Linked DNA regions of Mus musculus: region 1 is linked to region 2. A link is a contact called in public HiChIP or PLAC-seq data. All regions are on one chromosome and are shown on one strand. The core of a region is the stretch at or near the end of the contact, and the rest is flanking DNA. Distances in the headings are between cores, read along the strand shown.

Evidence for each region. HiChIP or PLAC-seq counts read pairs in DNA pulled down with a chosen protein or histone mark.
Region 1: a contact with region 2 is called in an H3K27ac HiChIP or PLAC-seq map of oligodendrocyte precursor cells, with 3 times the contacts expected there. The contact joins two enhancer-like sites. A contact is called at or near these places in 2 of 484 Hi-C or Micro-C datasets (cerebral cortex and nephron progenitors) and 2 of 115 datasets of contacts at active chromatin or transcription factors (astrocytes and oligodendrocyte precursor cells).

The regions. Positions count from the first base shown.
Region 1 is chr9:27,541,409-27,545,625 of GRCm38.p6, forward strand. No RefSeq gene overlaps it. Among named protein-coding and RNA genes, the nearest start is that of Gm30791, 25 kb to the left of the region's middle. Within about 2 kb of position 2,208, at least 4 of the 459 cell types and tissues checked have an H3K27ac peak or open chromatin away from gene starts, as enhancers often do. A contact at or near this core is called in oligodendrocyte precursor cells, where this site is marked.
Region 2 is chr9:27,411,372-27,415,967 of GRCm38.p6, forward strand. No RefSeq gene overlaps it. Among named protein-coding and RNA genes, the nearest start is that of Spata19, 17 kb to the left of the region's middle. Within about 2 kb of position 2,855, at least 66 of the 459 cell types and tissues checked have an H3K27ac peak or open chromatin away from gene starts, as enhancers often do. A contact at or near this core is called in oligodendrocyte precursor cells, where this site is marked.

The sequences.
Region 1 (4,217 bases), core at 958-3,457, 130 kb after region 2:
TCTTTCTTTCTTTCTTTCTTTCTTTCTTTCTTTCTTTCTTCATTCATTTATTGCCATTGAGGCCCCATTGCTAATCATTCCTGAGCCTTCAAGATGGTGACACCAACTGGGAACTGAGCACTGAAAACAAGAGCCGGTGGGGATGTTTCAGATTCAGATCATGCAGGGGATACACAGGGTCTGGTTTAAGGCAAGTGAATGGATCTGAGCTCACAATTTCTTAGCCCCAGTTCTGCACCCTCTGCTTCCACAGAAATGCTAAGAAACAAGCTAATGGGAACCCCAGGCTACAAGGCTCTACAACACTAGGGCAAAATCTTTTGTGTGAGAGCTGGAGTGATTTCCATGGCTCCCTGCCTGCTGTCTCTACCCTCTGTTAACCCCACCTGCTCCAGACTGCAGTTCCCTCCTTCCTGGAAGGTTGTGCATTCCTACTTGGAGGCTAGCAAAATGCCAGACAAACTGATGGGTTTCTCATATGCTAAATACAGATGGCGGTATTTATAAGGGAAGAAAGTCCTGCCACAGGAAGTTGCCAAAGCCTTATTTCCAGAGACAGCACTGTAAGACAACCCCAGAGCAGGGCAAGAGAGTCTAAGCATAGACTAGCATAGCCTTTCTAAAGGAACACCAGATGCTTTCCCAATCCCGGGGCAGTGCCCTTTATAAAAATCTACTCTTCAAGCAAGAAGCTGATGTTGCCTGCTAGCATGTGGCCATGGCTTTCCAGCTGTCCTGTGTTCAGTGTAGAAAAGAAACATGTTTCCACAAAGCGTGCATCCGTCACTTCTGAGCTGTGAAGTCTTCACTGCTTCTCTAAGCCAGGAGCCTCCAAGTCTTCCTGTCTTTTAGCCTTTCAAGCTCACTCTACTCACAATTAATGGAATGCTTACCAAGGAATGGGAACAACACTAGTGTCTTGTGTACAGTGATCCCCCCATATCCTCTGATTCCCATGTGGGCTGTGTTCCTAGGGAGGAAACACAGGCAATACTTTTACTTGGTAAGTGAAGAAAAGAGCCCAGCAAGTTAAATGATTTTGTGTAAGTGGTACATTTGAGATTCACACTGCATATTTTCACTGTGTTTACCTCCCCCTGTCACTTCTAGGCTGTAGGATGGCCAATCGCCTCATTCCAGTTTGTTCCTGTTTTTGGAACTTCATGACTCTCAAGCTTTCTGTGTACCTACCTTTAAAATATATTGTTTTTGTCTTTTGAGATTCTAATATAATTAAATCATTTCCTCCTTCCCCTTCCTCCCTCTAAAGCTTCTTGCTCTTTTTAAAATGAATGGCCTCTTTTTCCACTAATCATTGTTACATATATATGTGTATGTGCATATATGCCAATAGACATGCTAACGTGGGCAAGGGAAAGCCCAGGAGATTTCAACCTTACACAAAGAACCACAGGCAATTAAGGATTGCAGAGAGCAGGAGAAATAGTTTTCCCCAGGGAAGCACACAGAAATTGGTTATCTAATATGAAATGGTCAGTCCTGAAAATATACATACGAGTAACTTTATCCAGACTGTACCCACCTTTTCTTCCTTCACCTTTCTAGATCTGTTGTGCAAAACTCCTTCCAGAAGCCTTCCTCAATTGCTCCAGGCCTTGGTCCTCTCTGAATCTGAAAGGTACTGGTTGCTGCTTCATTATCTTCCATTAAAATAGTTTCCAATTGTCTAACCCGTGCTATTATTTGTCTCAGCATATACAGTTTATGCATTTCATATGGGTGGGTGCTTCATGAATCTTTGATGCTACCCAACCCAGTGCTAAGCTCTGCGTCTGAAACTTTATGCTGAGAAATGTTCATGGAGAGAGCTGATGGCATTTATCCTCCTAAGGGAATTAGCAACAATGACCCTGTTTAGCATGTCTCAATGTTTTTGGTTTCCCCCATGTTATTAGTATAAAGTCAGAAGTATCTAGCTTGGAAAATGCGTCCAGCTGCTCAGAGCAGCTGGAAGCCAAGGAGAGGTTATTTTGGGATGAGTTATTTCTTGCTTCTTAATCCCTTTCACATATTGTCTCAGATGGTACTTGATGAAGAAGGTTGTCCCCACTTCCATGAACCTGATAGGGAGAAACTGATCCAGGCAAAGACCAAGGATGGGCAGAGAAACGTGCGGAGCAAGGACACTTGGTTGTGGCAGTCAGATGTTCTAGTAAGTTGCTCTGTCTTCACTGCTGCTTCTATAAGACAGCTGTTCCCAGGGCAGATGGGGACAGCTGATGGCTGTAGAGATGGTAGCAGTTCTATGTTCCCTTTCAGCTCTCCCTGGATGCATTTGTAGCCCTACAAACAGTTTACTTATTGCATGCTAATTTTCTGTCTGGTGTCACAGTTTCAATGGGGACATAGAAAAAACATTTACATAAATAAATGAGGTCATTGCAGCTTGACAGTCGCTTGCAGGAAAATAAACTAGTAATAGCAGTGGTGGAGGAGACAAGGCGCCCGCTCTAGGCAGAGTGCTCAGAGAATACAACTAATTGGAGATCCATGTAGGTCCTGAGGAGGAATTGCTAGGCAGGTTAGGGACCAGGAAAGGCCAGTGTGGCAGAGTTTTCAAAGACACATCTGGGGTAAGGAAGGAGTTGAGTAAACACTAAAGGAGGTGAAGCTGGAGCAGAGTCAGCTAGGAGCAATTTCAATTATCCAGATGTGCTGTGCTCTGGTTTGGAGGTGGGAGAGGTAAAGAGGGGGGAGACTGATTTGGGAGCCGGAGTTGTGGACTTGAAGAAAAGTAGAGTGGCCGAGTTTATGGTTGGTGGGTTGAGGGGCAGGAAGGAAGGGAAGGAATTCAGGAAGAAAGGAAAGGAAGAAATACTGGAAACAAGCAGAGCACATGTGTGTGTGAGTTGTGTATCACGGGACAGAGGGGCATATAAATTAAGAGTTCTAATCAGAATGTATTGCTGTCAAACAGATAACAACGGCCACCAGTTTCATCCTTAGCTGTTGTATACTTATTATATATGTATTTAGTTTTTCCCTTTATTTCTCCCCCCCTTTAACATAATCTTTTCTTGATTCTTTGGGAATTTCACACCATGCACCCCAAATCCCACTTGTTTCCCAGTCCTTCCATATCTGCCCTCTACCTGTGTAACCTCTCCCCCAAAGAAAATAAAAAATAAATATTAAACAAAAGTTCTTGGTGACCCCTCTAAGCAACGATCTGCTCCTCTATCAACCACAGACTTCTCTCACACTCGTCACAGCTGTCCTGTCTCCAGTTCCACTGCACATGTACTATCCCTCTCTTCTGTTTTCCTTGCCTTGCTATCACATATTCATTCATTGTACTGGCACTAGAAAATGTGGAGTGTCATGCAGTATTTGACCAAACAGCTTTACTTGTGAATGTTCATTGCAATAAGCCATTGGCCTGGTTCAAGGCCTCTGACTTCTGCTACACAGTCAATACATGTGTTCTTATTACCCACTGCTCTGAGTGATATAGGTGCAGCAAGAAGCAAAGCAGGCAAAAATTTTCCAATTTGTGAAGTCTAAAAGATAGACAACCCAAGATGAATAGATGTGTGGTATTCTCTGGAGGGCAACAGAACCATTGACAGCAGGGAGCTCAAACGGAAACTAGAAGTTTTAGATAGAATGTCTAAGGGATGACTATATGGCGAGATTTCGACAAAGGCTTGAAGAATGTATGTGAAACTTGAAAGCATGCCTTCTGGCAGGAGAAACAAGTACATGGATGTATGTGTATGTGCATATGTACTTGCACATGGATGTATATGTACATGCACATGCATGTGTATATGATGTATATGTATATGCATGTGCATATGTATACATATGCTGAGTTAGCGTTGTATTGCTTATATGTAGTGTGTTTATGATTTCAGGCTGACTGCGTTTTACTGGATGATCAATTAGGAAGCTCATTCCCAGGGAAAGACTACTTGTACCTCTCTTAGTCTCTCTCTCTCTCTCTCTCTCTCTCTCTCTGCCTCTCTTAAGATTTATTTATTTATTATATGTAAGTATACTGGAGCTGTCTTCAGATACCCCAGAAGAGGGCATCAGATCTCATTACGGGTGGTTGTAAGTCTCCGTGTGGTTGCTGGGATTTGAACTCAGGACCTTCAGAACAGCAGTCAGTGCTCTTAGCCACTGAGCCATCTCGCTATCCCACTACTGGTATCTCTTAGCTGCCTATAGTTCTTTGTCTGAGGGTAAGGCTC
Region 2 (4,596 bases), core at 1,605-4,104:
TACAACAAGGAGGACTTAAGACAAAAGCTGCTTTCATAAGCTATACCATATGTAGTGGGGACCCTCAGCTCAAGGTAAAGAAAGACTCAGCAAGTGTCTTGAGATACCTGAGTTAGTTGGAGCTTGGCCTTGATCCTCACCAAAGGCCAAACCATCTGTGGTTTGAATGGCTCCCATAGGCTCATAAGCACTATTAGGAGATGTGACCTTGTTGGAGGAATTGTGTCACTTGGGGTAGGCTTTGAGGATCCAAAAAGCTCAAGCCAGGCCCAGTGTCTCTCTCTCTCTCTCTTGCTTCTGCCTGTAGAACTCGTAGCTACCTCTCCAGCACCCTGTCTGCCTTCATGCTTTCATGCTTCCTGCCATGACGATAATGGACTAAACCTCTGAACTGTTAGCCAGTCCCAATTAAATGTTTTTCTTTATAAGAGTTGCCATGGTCATGGTGTCTCTTCAGAGCAATAGAAACCCTAAGTAAAATGCCAGCACATAAAAATGGGGTAGTTTGGCCACATGGGAAGGAATGGATGCCCAGTGATTGTGAGAGTATGCAGGCAGGCCTTCCACACAAAACAGATGGGCAAGGAAGATGTATAAGGAGAGGATGGAGGCTGAGAAGTATAAAGCATTAGGAGGGGCCCAGGCTCTGGTCCTATAGGGGCAACTCATCTTGGTGTGTAACGTGGACAAAATGGGGGCACAAGAGGCCCCTCTAGGCTCTCTCAGATGGCTTAGTGGTTGTTGCACCCTCTGGGTATTCCACACAACAGCATCAACTGGTTCTGCTTGGTTTGAGACACAGTGTATATGCATATGTGTTTGCTTACTTCATAGACTGCTCTAGGGAGGTGTACTCCATCCTTCCAGGGTCTGGGGAGGCAGCACTCTGCCTCCACGCAAGCCAGTAGCTCTTCTATATGTCTTCCAATTACCCAGCAGTCGATGTAGGGCTGAAAGCCATTTTCCTAAGAGAGGGAAAAGAGAGTCTAGAGAAAATGTCAGGTGTTTCTGAGAATTGGGGAACTCTGAGTGACCCACAGGGAAGTGGAACCTGTGTGAGGATGGTCCCTGCCCACCTGTTTCATCTTGCCCTGGTTGTCACAGAGGATGATACCATCAGCTTCTGAATTTTTCAGCGGGCTCTGTCACTGGGATGCATACCCACGTAGGGCAGGGGGGATCCCAGAACCCTCTTCCTACTCCTGGCAGTACTCAAGGAAAGACAAAGCCACTGGCCGTGACTCTGGCCTGAGTGTTGGCATCTCTTTTGCTGTCCTCTCCCCATTGTTCCTTTGAATCCTGGGTCTCATCTCTCCTAGCACTGCAGTTTATGCCTTCACTCGTCACTTGCTGGTGTGTGTGTGTGTGTGTGTGTGTGTGTGTGTGTGTGTAGTTGGGCATGGAGGCCAGCATAATGAGTGTGGGATGGATTATGTGAGGAGGTTGCCGTGAGAGAAGGGACAGCCCAGAGAAAGGCAGGGCAGTGGCTTTATTTTGTAGGAAGGCTTTTAAGTAGCTGTGTACCTTCTAGCAGAGGTGTACATGCAAGGCCTTTTCCTGAGGGGGACTGTGTAGCGTGTGTGTACGCGAGCGAGAGCTCGCGCACGCACGCACGCGCGCACACACACACACACACACACACACACACACATATTGGCCCTGGAATCTCATCTGTCCCTTGGTACCTTGATCTTGAGGAGGTGTTCAACCTCACTGTGATCCAGGTTCACAGAGTCTTTTTGAAGTCCAAGGGCGGGAACCACTGTCAGTGGTACAGTAGGTGTCTGACACTTGGCAAACCTCAGGCCAGGCCAGCCACAGTGACTCCTAACCATATATGTTTAGGAAAGGGATTTGCACTGCACTTTCTAGCTGCAGTGGCTGCTGGCCATTGCTCCTCACGCCCATGAACCAATCGCATAAGCCTTGGGCAACGTGGGACAGTAACCTTGCCCTTCTGCAAGGGGATAGTTTCTGCTTTCCAGGCCCATAAAATTTCAGAATGAAGATCATGGTGGTCTTTAAGAGTAATAAAGAGCCACACATACCTAGGGGAAATAATCTCTAGGGGTAGGGATGGACTCAGAGGTACAGTGCTCGCCTAGTGTGTTGGCTGGCATCTGAAAGCCAGCGTGGCCAGGAACGGGACGCACTGGCTGGTTTTGTGTGTCCACTTGACACAAGCTGGAGTTGTCACAAAGAAAGGAGCCTCCTTGAGGAAATGCCTCCATGAGATCCAGCTGTAAGGCATTTTCTCAATTAGTGATCAAGGGGGAAAGGCCCAGCCCACTGTGGGTGGTGCCATCCCTGGGCTGGTAGTCTTGGATTCTATAAGAAAGCAAGCTGAGTAAGCCAGGGGAAGCAAGCCAGTAAGCAGCACCCTTCCATAGTCTCTGCATCATCTCCCGTCTCCAAGTTCCTGCCCTATGTGAGTTCCTGTCCTGACTTCCTTTGGTGATGAACAGCAATGTGGAAGTGTAAGCCAAACAAACTCTTTCCTAGGAACCCCAACTTTTTTCTTGGTCCTGATGCTTTGTGCAGGAATACAAACCATGAAAAGACAGAGGGTTTTCCTGGAAAAGGTACAGGAAGTGTCTCCTCTTCTTTGAGTCCAGCTTGTATGCTCCTGAAAGAGGTGCTGGGGGGACTGGCTGCTGTTTCTCCACCTTTCATAGTGGGAAGCTTGGCCTTCCTGGGTTTGTGTTCCAGTCCAAAGGATGTTGTCATGGCCGCATATGGCCAGCAGAGGGCGGTGTCGATCCAGGAGTGCCTTTGCCACACGTCCAACCCAGGGTGTAAATTGCTCAGATTTTCCCCCAACAAATAGATGGTACCCAAGCCACCAGCATGCTCTCATCTGTGTCCACAGCCAGCTCTGTCCTGCCTTTCCAGTGAGGGAAGTTCCTGTGCTTACTCAGGGTGTAGGAGGAGCAGCGACCAGCAGTCTTCTGCTTGCTGGCTCGGAGAGGCGCTCTGGCACAGGCATCTGCTCAGCTGGGCCCTGTGGGGAGCTGACTCCTGGGGGAATGAATTCACTGGCTGTTGTGCGCAGACTCAGGTTACAGCTGCGCGCTACTCTGGACTCGCCATTGGCATACCCAGCCAGGTGGGATTCCCAGAGAGGAGGTTGTGGGGAGGCATATTCTAGGGTTCAGGAACTTTGGGAACCTGTGTCTGTGTCTAGGTGGCCTTATTAGAATCTGGGGTGAAGTACTTTGAGACTTTGGCCTCCAACCCTGTGAGGAGGGGGTTTGGTGAAAATGCAGGGCACAACCTTGATTCATTGTGCTGTCAGGTTTGGGAGGGAGCCAGGGGCATTTTTTTTTTTTTTTCTTCATTCTCCTCTGTTAGGGTTAAAGCACATGATAGTGTTAAAACAGAAAGGTCTGGAGCACTGGGAAAGATAATTGTAAGAGAACTAGTGGGGGGATTAATCTGGTTTTAGTAGGCTTCTACTCCCACAGAGCCCCTCCTCTAGTATCTGGCTCTATTTCTCTTCCATAAACTTCTTGACTTTATGGATAGCTACACTTTAATATACATTCCAATATTTAATTCAGTTCAGTGTTAACAGACTGACACAATTTCTAGACCTTGGAGATATATATATATATATATATATATATATAGAGAGAGAGAGAGAGGGGGGGGGCAGCATCTTGGACCACAGCCGTAGGGCAGGGAAGGACCAATCCTAACCTCAAGGGAGATGGCACTGAAGATACTGGGCAAGGCTGGTTCTCTCTCTGGCATATACCAGCTCAATTGCACTTTTGTGCTTGCTGTAAGTAAATTTTGGCTGCTAGTGTTGTCTGTGTCCTTGTAGAAATTCTTCTCCTTCAGGAGTACAGGAACCAAGAGTGCTGCCACAGTTGGGATCAGAGGGCATTTGGAAGGATGTATTGCTCTATGGCACCTTTAACCCCTGAGCCCACAGGACAGTCCACTGCTTCTGATTCCCATCCCTCCATTCTTTCTGCCAGGGACCCTGGGTATTCTGCTGCATTGTGGTCCAGGAGAGTTAGCAAAGGGAGAGAACTACAAAGAAACACTGTGGATTTAACTCGGTCTAGAGGTGCCTTGTGAGCTTTCTGCTTGAGCCGATTCCAGCCTTCCCATCCCAACCCACTTGCCCATTCTCCATTGTTGAAAGCCTTTAGGTTTCCACCTTCTTTTCTTTCGTTCTTCCTCAAGGGAGTTGACTCTGCTCTCTGCTTCCTGCAGGATGGAGACCACACACACACACACACACACACACATCCATTCACATTGTAGACATATGCATAGCATGTATTTGTGCGCACACATTTCATTACACTAGGGATCTACTAACACCTTGTGGAGCGAAGGATACACAAAACATTTCCCCCTGACTTTGTACTACTCTGCTTCCTTAGGGCCATGGTCCTACACACTGGAGAGCCATGTGGGGACACAGGTGAAGAGACAGAAGCAGCAGGAACTGTCCAGGCTGCTCCACCTTTCTCTTGCTCTGAACATGGTCTAGGCTCTTGACTCCTTTGGGCCTGGAGACGGTAATGCTGCTGTGATGGTAGTTGAGGTGCTAGAAACACTCTAGCTCAGAAAAGCTGGTGC